Linked DNA regions of Pan troglodytes: region 2 is linked to region 1. Evidence: chromatin contacts called from public HiChIP or PLAC-seq data. All regions are on one chromosome and are shown on one strand. Each heading gives the region's core, a stretch centred on a gene start, on an enhancer-like site or on the middle of the called end of the contact. The rest is flanking DNA. Distances are from core to core; before and after follow the strand shown.

The links. HiChIP or PLAC-seq counts read pairs in DNA pulled down with a chosen protein or histone mark.
Region 2: an H3K4me3 HiChIP or PLAC-seq map of stem cell-derived excitatory neurons shows a contact between it and region 1, with 5 times the contacts expected there. The contact joins the promoter of SEPTIN6 here to the promoter of NKRF in region 1. A contact is called at or near these places in 1 of 7 Hi-C or Micro-C datasets (stem cell-derived neural progenitor cells) and 1 of 1 datasets of contacts at active chromatin or transcription factors (stem cell-derived excitatory neurons).

Annotation. Positions count from the first base shown.
Region 1 is chrX:117,119,263-117,124,196 of NHGRI_mPanTro3-v2.0_pri, forward strand. NKRF (NFKB repressing factor) reads right to left here and starts at 3,069. Exons shown (of 3, transcript XM_009439568.5): 1 at 2,328-3,069. The coding sequence starts at 2,593.
Region 2 is chrX:117,206,087-117,211,020 of NHGRI_mPanTro3-v2.0_pri, forward strand. SEPTIN6 (septin 6) reads right to left here and starts at 2,932. Exons shown (of 10, transcript NM_001302399.1): 1 at 2,839-2,932. The coding sequence starts at 2,868.

The DNA.
Region 1 (4,934 bases), core at 1,819-4,318:
CTGCCACAGAAAACAAGAACTCTGCCAAAATCTACATTAACATCAACAAGTATCGGAACACAAGTTTTACCCACCTGAAGATGAGAGGTAACATAAAGCCCATCTAAAGACTGCACTTGGTCCCTAGCTTCCAAGAGTCTTCATTGGCCCTTCCCTTTCTTCTATATGGAAGCTATCAGATATAATGCAAACATTACTTTTCAGTTAAGCTATTTGATAATGTAATGGCAATTCTTGTATTAACTAAACTGACTTAGCTACAATGTAACATGGTGTACATACATAGTATGTACAATGTAGCATACATAGTATCCACAGATGCACCTGTGTGCACACACAACAGCCTGCAATTCTTGAGCCTTTAACACCAACTACCATTGGCCTACTTTGTGTTTTTAATGCCCTGGTTATGTACAAGGGTGTTGTTCTTGGAATTAAATCCTGAGATATAATGATGTGGCTTATGTTCAGTTACTTGCTTTCACTCATGATCCATCCTTCCCAAATATGGCAGCTGTGGCTCAGTGGAAAAAGCATCAGTCTGGGTATCAGAAGACCTAGGTCCTAGCCCCAGCTGTAAGACCTTGGAAACGTCACTTAACTTCTTGGCCTCCACTGATTTAGCAGTAAAAATGAGACGCCACCTAATCCCCAAGGTTGTTGTAGGAAATGAAATAATAAATATTTAAAGTGCGTTGTACATCATAAAGCTGTATACATCCACTCACTCCACACACATTTATTGAGCAGCTATTATTTAGCAGGCAATCTTCTAGGCACTGAGGATAAAGGTGTAAACAAGAAAGCAAAATCCCTATCCTTAAGGGAGCTTCCATTCTAGTGGGAAGGTAAGATTTATTATTAACACAAAGGATGGTTATCCTCATTTAAGTTTTTGTTTTTATTTTAAGGATTCAGATTTCCGACAGCCTTCTGTGATATTATGGAGACTTACGATTATAGGATAAAGGTAACTTTTGAACTCAAGAACAACACTGTTAGGCAAAGGTCAAGTAGATTTATCTGACTTGTTCAATAACTAAGGCTTCTTCAGTTGTAACCAGTTCCTCCTAATCATTATCTCTGGAGGTAGAAATTATGCTAACCTTGAAAAGACAGAAAAATAATGTCTGTGATGAGAGCAAAGTATATCACACTGAATGCCATGTTCAATAATTAAGGGCAGGAGGAGACAATCCTATTTTTCTGCATCTGTTACAGTCACTCCTGGAACTGAACTGGCCAAAATTGACATGATCATATTCCAGAATCTCTCACCCTTCCTGATTTAAAAAAAAACAAAAACAAAAAAAACTATGTCAAAAGAAGTCGTCTCCCAGTCTATCAAAGAATGAATAGTCTAGTATAGGGCCGATTTAGGGGTTCTGAAGGACAGAGGTCCAAGTAGCCTCTTCAAAAAAACAAAACAAAACAAAACAAAACACGCTGCTTTGGAACCATACTGCAGTCTCCATTGAATGCAAAGAGCTTTCAAAGAGGCCTGTTCAAAACGTCACCAGGTTCTAGGAAAGGGGGGAAAAACAAACACACACACACCCCCACCCCCACCACAGACACACACACCTAAAACCTCACTCAGAGCCAAATGTTAATCCTTCTGATCCCATTTAGGGTAAAAAGAGGGCAATCCATTTTTACAGTAGATATATCCATTTCTTTGTTTGAGTCCAGACACATTATGCGCAAATCTACAAGCAAGGCTGACGCTGCTGCGGCTCAGAGAGCTGATACGTACCGCCTCCCCAGGAGAAGACAGTAAGACCCTGCTAGGGGGCTGCAAGTAGAGGGGGGTATTTAAGAGGAATGGAAAAAGAGAGTGGTCAGGAGGAGACTAGAACAGTGGGGTCCCCTCGCCCTTCCCCAACAACCCCAACTGTCGAATATATTCTCTGCGGATACTGCATCCTTGGAAGGCCCTACGCAGGTCCGAGATGCTGCTATTCATCATTTCCCACGTCCTCTAATACCGCCACCAACTACAATGACCACCTCTCAATAATCCTCTTCTAGGCGCTGCTTCATCTCCATCCCTGGTCCTGGAGAGGCCGCTTCCGCGATCTCTGCACCCTCCTAGCTGTTATGTCATGCCCAGCCACCACAGTCGGCCACCCCACCCCCAGGCCAATAGTGATCCCTCTAGTGCCCTCCAGCACCTCCAAATCTCCAGCCTCCAACCTATCCTCCGCATCCCGCCCCCGTCCCTATCCCAACCACCATCATCGATCCCTCCAGCGCCGTCCCTAACCCGATCCCCCATCACCGATCTCTCACCCCCGTCCCTAACCCGACACCCACACCTTCCTCACCTGCAGCCCAGGAAGACGTGGTTGGTCCAGGCGGCGGAGAGCGCGAGGAGCTGGTCGAGGGCAGCCCCGGGATAGCTGTGCAGGTGCCGACAGATGAAGCTGCGCCGCAGAGCCCACTGCCAGTCACTTTCGTGGCTATAGCGCCACTGCTCCAGCACTGGCTCGGGCGGGGGCGGCGGGAGGGGCGGCAGCGGCGGCGGCGGGAGGGGGGGCAGCGGCGGCGGCGACAGGAAGTCGCCCCCCAACAGCAGACGTCCTCCAGCCATCTTCTCCGCCCCCAAGCAGGGACCCCAGGGACGAAGCCGACTACAGACCGCGAGCTAGGCAGCTAGCAAGCGGGCGGAAACGGGGGGCCGGTGGGAGGGGCCGGGTAAGGAGGGGCGCGCTGAGGGGAGAAGATCAACTCTCGGGGGGACTGGAGTGTGTGCGTGGGGGCCACCGTTAGGAGGAAAAGAGGAGCACGAGCTCGCGTCCCGACACTGGGATGCACGTCCCCTACACTCCTCTAACTCGTGGAGGAGCAGAAGGGCTTCCGCCGCACTCACGCGCGAGCCGGGGAGGCCGAGTCAGGCTCCGCACCTCCACGGATCCGCAGACCCACGCACTGCGCGGAGAGCGATAAAAGACCCCAGCACGCTCTGCTCCCCTCCTCTAGGTTCTAGCCTACCTACCCGCGTGCCGTCCGGGGTTGTGAGGCCAGTGCGCTTGCGCCGCGGCTGTTCCCTAACTTCCAAATCCCGTCGCAGAATCTCGCGCGACGTACTTTTTTCCCTCCAGTGACGACTACGGGCCTTTGACGCACTACGGTGACAAGCGGAGGGCGGGGACTCCAGAAAGGGAATTTAGGAAGGTTCTCTGAGGTTCGAGAATATGGTTAGAAGGTGCCCTCAGATGAATGTTGGTAGCCCACGGCTGGTCTGACACTTTTCCCTGGATTTTTAAGCGGCGCGACAGTGAGACCATGTTCCTTGTAAGGGATTTAGGTCTGCACTGGACTTTACATTAAAACAAAACAAAACAGTCAGTTCCCCGAGGTGCCTTTTCTTCAGAGAGTAGCTTGAAATGCTCTGTGCATCGTGCATCATTAGCTCTGTGTAATAGCTTACTGCGGAAACGTAGTAAAAATGAAACACTTGCCAAGAAAATCATCCACAGCGCCGCTTCTCAAGTTAGCCAGTTTCAAGTCCATACTGTATCCCAATTACGAACACAGATACTGTTTACACAGTTCTGATCACGATTGCACGTCTGTATTTCACGTATCAACTTAAGTGCAAAAGATTACAAGATACAAAAGGGGCCCAGAGAAGAGGGTACTGCAAGGTAGCAAGCCGCTCAATCACTGTAGCCAAATGTATCACTCCACCCGGAGTCAGCTTCACTCAATAACTTCAGTCCCTATCTGCCAACCTGTGTCACGAAAGCAGTTAATCAATGAGTGTCTGTCGGCGGGAATTTACACTGCACCTACTGTGTGCTCAATACAGCAAGAGTACAAAAAAGAAGGAAAGAAAGTGGGTTTTCTCTGTTGTCCTGGAATTGACTACAATCTTGGTGGGGAGAAATAGCCCTGCATAAAACTAAATGTTCCACCAGGAGCCGGACCATTGGATGAGGTGGCTTTAACACACTACCGTCTTTAACTCTTTAATGACGTATTTCTAATTATATGACACTTTATGTTAGGGGTGTATTAGACTGAGAGGAGCAGAAGATAACAGCACTTTACACACTTTCATAATTTATTTCCACGTCTGTCTTTCTCCGTGGTGGGCATTCATGTTTATTGGGGTAACAATCGAAATGTTTTTAAAAAGTTCACAAGGTGATACATGCTGTGAAGAAAATAAAACAGGCTGGGTGCAGTGGCTCACGCCTGTAATCCCAGCACTTTGGGAGGCCGAGGCAGGAGGATTACTTGAGGTCAGGAGTTCGAGACCAGCCTGGCCAACATGGTGAAACCCCTGTCTCCACTAAAAATACAAAAATTAGCCGGGCGTGGTGGCAGGCGCCTGTAATCCCAGCTACTCCGGAGGCTGAGGCAGGAGAATCGCTTGGACCCGGAAGGCAGAGGTTGCAGTGAGCCAATATCGCGCCACTACACTCCAGCCTGGGCAACAGAGTGAGACTCCGTTTCAAAAAAAAAAAGAAAGAAAGAAAACAGAGCAGTGCAAAGGCAAATGACTGGGGGAACACCAGATGAGGAGTCAGGTGACCTAAATTCTCATCTCATCATTGCCAACAACTATCTCTACAGCCTTCGGCAAGACACTTCACCTCTGTGGCCTTATTTTTCTCACTCGTACAATCATTACTTGAATTTATTATCTCTAACCTTCCTTCGTAGTACTATATTCTTTGATTTGATGGTTTAGAGACTAACATTACCTCAATAAACCTGAATGCCCACCATAGAGAAAGACAGACATGGAAATACAGAATTCTGAAACTGAAAAGTGCTGTTATCTTCTGCTCTTCTCAGTCCAATACACCCCTACGCATAAGGTGTCATATAGTTAGAAATATGTCATTAGAGAGTTAAAGAGGGCACTGAGTCAAAGCCACCTCATCCAGTGGTCCTACTGCTGGTGGCACATTTGGTTTTAC
Region 2 (4,934 bases), core at 1,682-4,181, 87 kb after region 1:
ACCAGAATTGAACTTCCAAGTTGGCTGCATGCAATATAAGCCCTACCCAACAACTTGAAGGCTTGTTTTAGTCACTAAGGATGTTTACCCACAGTGACTCTCAACTGATTCTAGAAAGAACACACACCCCCCCCCCACACACACACACACACACTAGGGCACTTACTCGCATGTTACCACGTCTCAGAGCTCATTAAAAAGAATTCCTGGCCGGGAGCAGTGGCTCATGCCTGTAATCCCAACACTTTGGGAGGCTGAGGCGGGTGGATCACAAGGTCAGGAGTTCGAGACCAGCCTGGCCAACATGGTGAAAACCCCCCTCTACTAAAAATATCAAAACTAGCCAGGCGTGGTGGGGGGTGCCTGTAATCCCAGCTACTCGGGAGGCTGAGGCAGGAGAATCGCTTGAACCTGGGAGGCTGAGGTTGCAGTGAGCCGAGATCATGCCACTTGCACTCCAGCCTGGGCAACAGAGCAAGATTCCGTCTCAAAAAAAAAAAAAAAAAAGAATTCCTAAGCTAGCCACACTTAGGTTTATTCTCTAGTCTTCTGTTCCCAAACCCTGAATACATGTTCCTTGGAGGAAACAAGCAGCAACCAGATGTCCAAGGTCTCCTGAGTTAACTCCGTCTTCCCTGGTGAATTACAACTTATTGCAGACACAAAGGAGAACAGAGAGACAAATGACACATAAACAGGAGCTTCACTGGCTGGGGGAGGGGGGCATGGAGAGTGACGTCAGTTTTCCCAGAAACCCATTTATCACGATAACAAGGTCTCGAGTGCTTAGGCTGCTCTTTCAGCTTCAGAATCTGGCGTACAATTATGTTCTTCATCATACAGTATGGCAAGGCCAGCCAGAGCAAACTGGAGCCATGCAAAGCAAACCAAGTGGCCCTAAAGCACCCCCTCACCCCCATCTGCAGAACAAAGGGCATCTCTAGGTTGCCTGAGTTGTGCCTGAGGTGAAACACACACAACCTTCTGGAATGTTCCCCATTGCAACACCTGCCCTGCAATCCTAATCCAGGCAAGAGAAACTGGTGAGAGTATGGAGGACAGGTCGATGCAAATTCATTAGCTGACATGAAAAATCATTAGCGTCATTTTTGGATGGAGCTAGTGTAATCCCAGAGATTAATTCCTCTACTTCAGCTATACCATCTCTGAAATGCAGGTAACCAGGAGCAGAAAAGCCACAGTAGAAAAGAGGGAGCCCTCAAAACACTAAAGCAATAAACAACGAGAGTGCCAATCTTGGGGGAAGAAAATTCTCTCAAATTGCATCATCACAGAGAATGTCTCCTGTCTACTCCTGGTCCTTCCACAACATGACTGCATAAAGTGCTCTGTGCTAGGGTGTGCAGGGGGTGGAGGAGGTTCCGAAGAAATGATCCTGCCCTTCCAAACAGGGACAAAAGAGACATTAATACATATTCTGTAGAGAAAATATTATCAGATTCTGGCTTCAGATTTTGTAAAATCAATTTCAATTACACCAAATACCTAGAGGCTTTTTTTTTGTACTGTAGTTGCATTGCATGAACTATTTTCCTAAATAAGTAAGCTACAAGGTTGAAAAACATTTTTATGTGGTTCGGAGATTTTCGTCAAGTAGTATGTGGTGTCATGGGATTTGACCTACCTCTGTCTCCCACTCCTTCCCCACCTCGGGGTGCTGGTGGGCTTATTAAAGTCCCAGATACCCATGGATGAATAGAATAGCTAGGGTGTCCCCCCCAAATGGAATTCATCGCCCTTTGCAACCAAACTTCTGGTTTAAAAAACAAACATGGAGCCTCAGGTCACTTCAACATGGTTTCTCTGCACATCCCAGGCTGGAAAACTTCAGTTCTTTAAATGAAGATTTTCTTTTTTTCCCCAGAGTCGGTCGCCAACAAAAAAAGAGACGGCACCGCTTTTGCGAGTCTCACACTTATTTTCCTGAGTCTCCATAGAAAGAAGCCAGCTCCACAGGTTTTGGCACACAAGCCCAGTTACACTGAACATGCACCCGAGACAGATCCTCAGAGGCCCGCTCCAAAACATGCCAAAATACGCAGCCAGCCACCTACAGGCCAGCCAACTGCACCCCACACTGACGCACAAATGAGACCCAGAGGCACACAGCACAAGCAGACAGAGAGGCGTTCGGACACACACCACAGAGGTGAGCACACTCAGAGAAACAGGCGGACTTCTTTGGGTCACAGACAGAACCCCGGCGCCGCCGCCGCCCGCCCGGGAAGACACGAGCGCGCGCGCGTGCACACATACGCGCACACCGATACACACACAGACGCAGTCACATATGTAATGCATATAGAGAAACCCTATCCCAGCCAGTCACCTCCCCGCCCCCCTCGCCACTCACCGCCTTCTGCCCCAGGCTAACCCCAGCCCCGCGCCTCTTTGCCTGTGCGGTCCCGGGTCACAACGGGCAGCCGTGCGCAGGGGCGCGGCAAGGCCAGGGTGCCAGGGACCCGGAGGGCTCGGCGGCTCCTACGGCCATTCATTCGGCAACGCCCCAGCCGTGGGGCCGCAGCTGCAGCGAGGGAGGCGGCGGCGCTCACTGCGGCTCTTGGGCAATGCAAGTTCAGCCGCCGGCCCGCAGGTTTTGCCTGCCCCCCTGCCGCCCCCCGCCCCCCGCGCGTCACCACCGTTTTCCGGGACAGGCTGAGGGACTGAGCTGCTGACCCCGGGAGCAGAAGTCCCACCGTGCCCTTGGCTCCTGGATGCTGCCCACTGCCCTCCTCGCGATGTGGCGGCGGCGGCCAGGTCTCCTTGACCCTCCCCAGGCCCTCGGCCCCGGCCCTGCCACCCAAGCTCTGCACTTACCACCTGGCGAGCTATATCGGTCGCTGCCATCGCTCCTGCGTCCGCCAGGGCTGCCACGGGTGCCGCCGCAACGGGAGCTACTGCACAGGAAACAGAGGAGCTCCTCCGACAAAGAGAAAGTGTTACACTTCGGGCGCGACCAAGTCCGGTGGGGGGAGGTGCAAGGGAGGGGCCCCCTCGCCGCTGCTCCAACCCCAACCTCCCCTCTACCGCCCACCCCTTGAAAGTAGGGTATGGAGAGGGGGCGGATTTAACGCGCCGCTTCCCCCTATGGCCAGCCCAGTTCCAGTTCTTCCTGCAACCCCAGCCATAGGCTTCTACGAAGGGGGGCGGGGGCTCCCCTCGGTGACCACGTCCTCTGCCCCCCCGCCACTTGGCTCCGTGGTACGTCCCGACCTCTGCTGAATTGTCACACCCCCCTGCTCTCCTTTACATCCCTAAGTCCCCAGACCCCGAAGGCTGGAAGGGAGCCCCCGCCCCTCCCCCCTCCCATACTCTGCTCAGCGGCCGAGCTCTGCAGTTCTCCTCCCGGCCCCCGTTACCCCCCTTCCTTTCCACCGAGATCCCAAGGTGCTTAGATGGGTGCGCCTTGGCCGCTGGAGTCTCGATGCCCCACTGTCGTGTCTCCCTCCCCCCATGGCCCGGGAGTGCAGCTGCGGCCGAGGTACTGGGGAGGCCTGCGGCACCTGCCGCTCCACAGTACAGCTTAGAAAGGGGGCCCGTGGGGGGAGCCGCACTGCAGCCCGGCAACTGAGCTGAGCTGTGGCATGTGGGGTCCGAGGCTAGAGGTCTTGAGACGCTGCTTCTGCCCTGGGGTTTCCAAGCCTTGGGTGCTGTGGGCTGTAATTCGTGGAGCCAAGCTCACCACCTTCGGGTACCTAGTACAGACGGAACCCACGCCTCCTCTCTCCGACCCAGCCCTAGACGCTCAGCAAGACCAGAGACTCAGACCACCCACCCCTTCTAGTACCAGAGGAGGGGCTGGAGATGAAGGTTCTCAGCTCTATGGAGCGAAATGGAGGGGCGGGTGACGGGGAGCGGCCTCCAGTCACTCTGTCCCGCCCCCTGATTTCTCCTTGACCCTCATTCAGCCCGGGACAAGGCGGCCAATAGGGCGCAGAGGAGAGAACTTCCGAAGGCAGGGGTGCGCCCGCCCGCCCTCCTTATCCCCGTGGCCCACCTCCGCGGGTCCTCTCTCGTGGGCACCTCTCCACTTCTCCGGCCTTGGCGCCCTCCCCTGCCTCCTGGGACTGGCCTCTTGCTAGCTCCCTGTCACTGGAGCACGCTGGCTGATTTGGCATGCCCGAGGCCCCAGCGGGAGGGACAGTACATTCCACTCCTCAAAAGGGCAGGTTCCCTGGTGTGGGAGAGAGACCTGGGCCCGCCAGAGGGACCCCAGATGGGGGAGGGGATGACGAGCCTATGGAGGAAACCCGGGCCCAAGAGGGGGCCCCAATGGAGCATGGAAGATGACCCCGTAGAGGCCCAAGGCTGGAGCAGCTGAGGAGGAGGCAGGAGAGAGGGAAAAAGAAAAGAAGGAACCAGGGAGAGAGAGGAAGAAGGGACTCGATCCAGAGGCCCTGGTCTCGGAGAAGTCAGGGAAGACAAGAAAATGGAGTAGCCAAAGAAGAGCATGCCTGGCACTTGGTTCCACCTGCTGGATGGAGCTTCTCACACTCTCTCGGGAAGCCCTTTATGTATGTACCCTGTGCGCCTGGAGAACAAGGACTCAGCAAACGCATCCCAGGGCCGAGTGCAGGGCCTCGCAGTCAGGAGGCACTCTATTAAGCGGAGGGCAGAGAACTTGGATGCGTGCGAGGGGGGCGGGGAGAAGAAAGAAGAGACACAGTGAGGGAATAGCAGTAAGGACAGTCATGAAGAGCCAAGTATTCAGGGAGCGCCACTGTGCGCCTTCATTGTGCTGGAGACCCAGGAGCGGCCTAAAGAGAAGAGCCTGGCAAAATCAGGGATCAGCGCAGAGGAGTTCCGCGAGACAGAAGGCGCAGGCCATAGGGCGGATGGCGGTGGCAAGGAAGAGGGGCAGCTGGAGTCTTTCAGACTCTCTGGAGCTTTGGGGCAGGGCCTGAGCCCTGGAC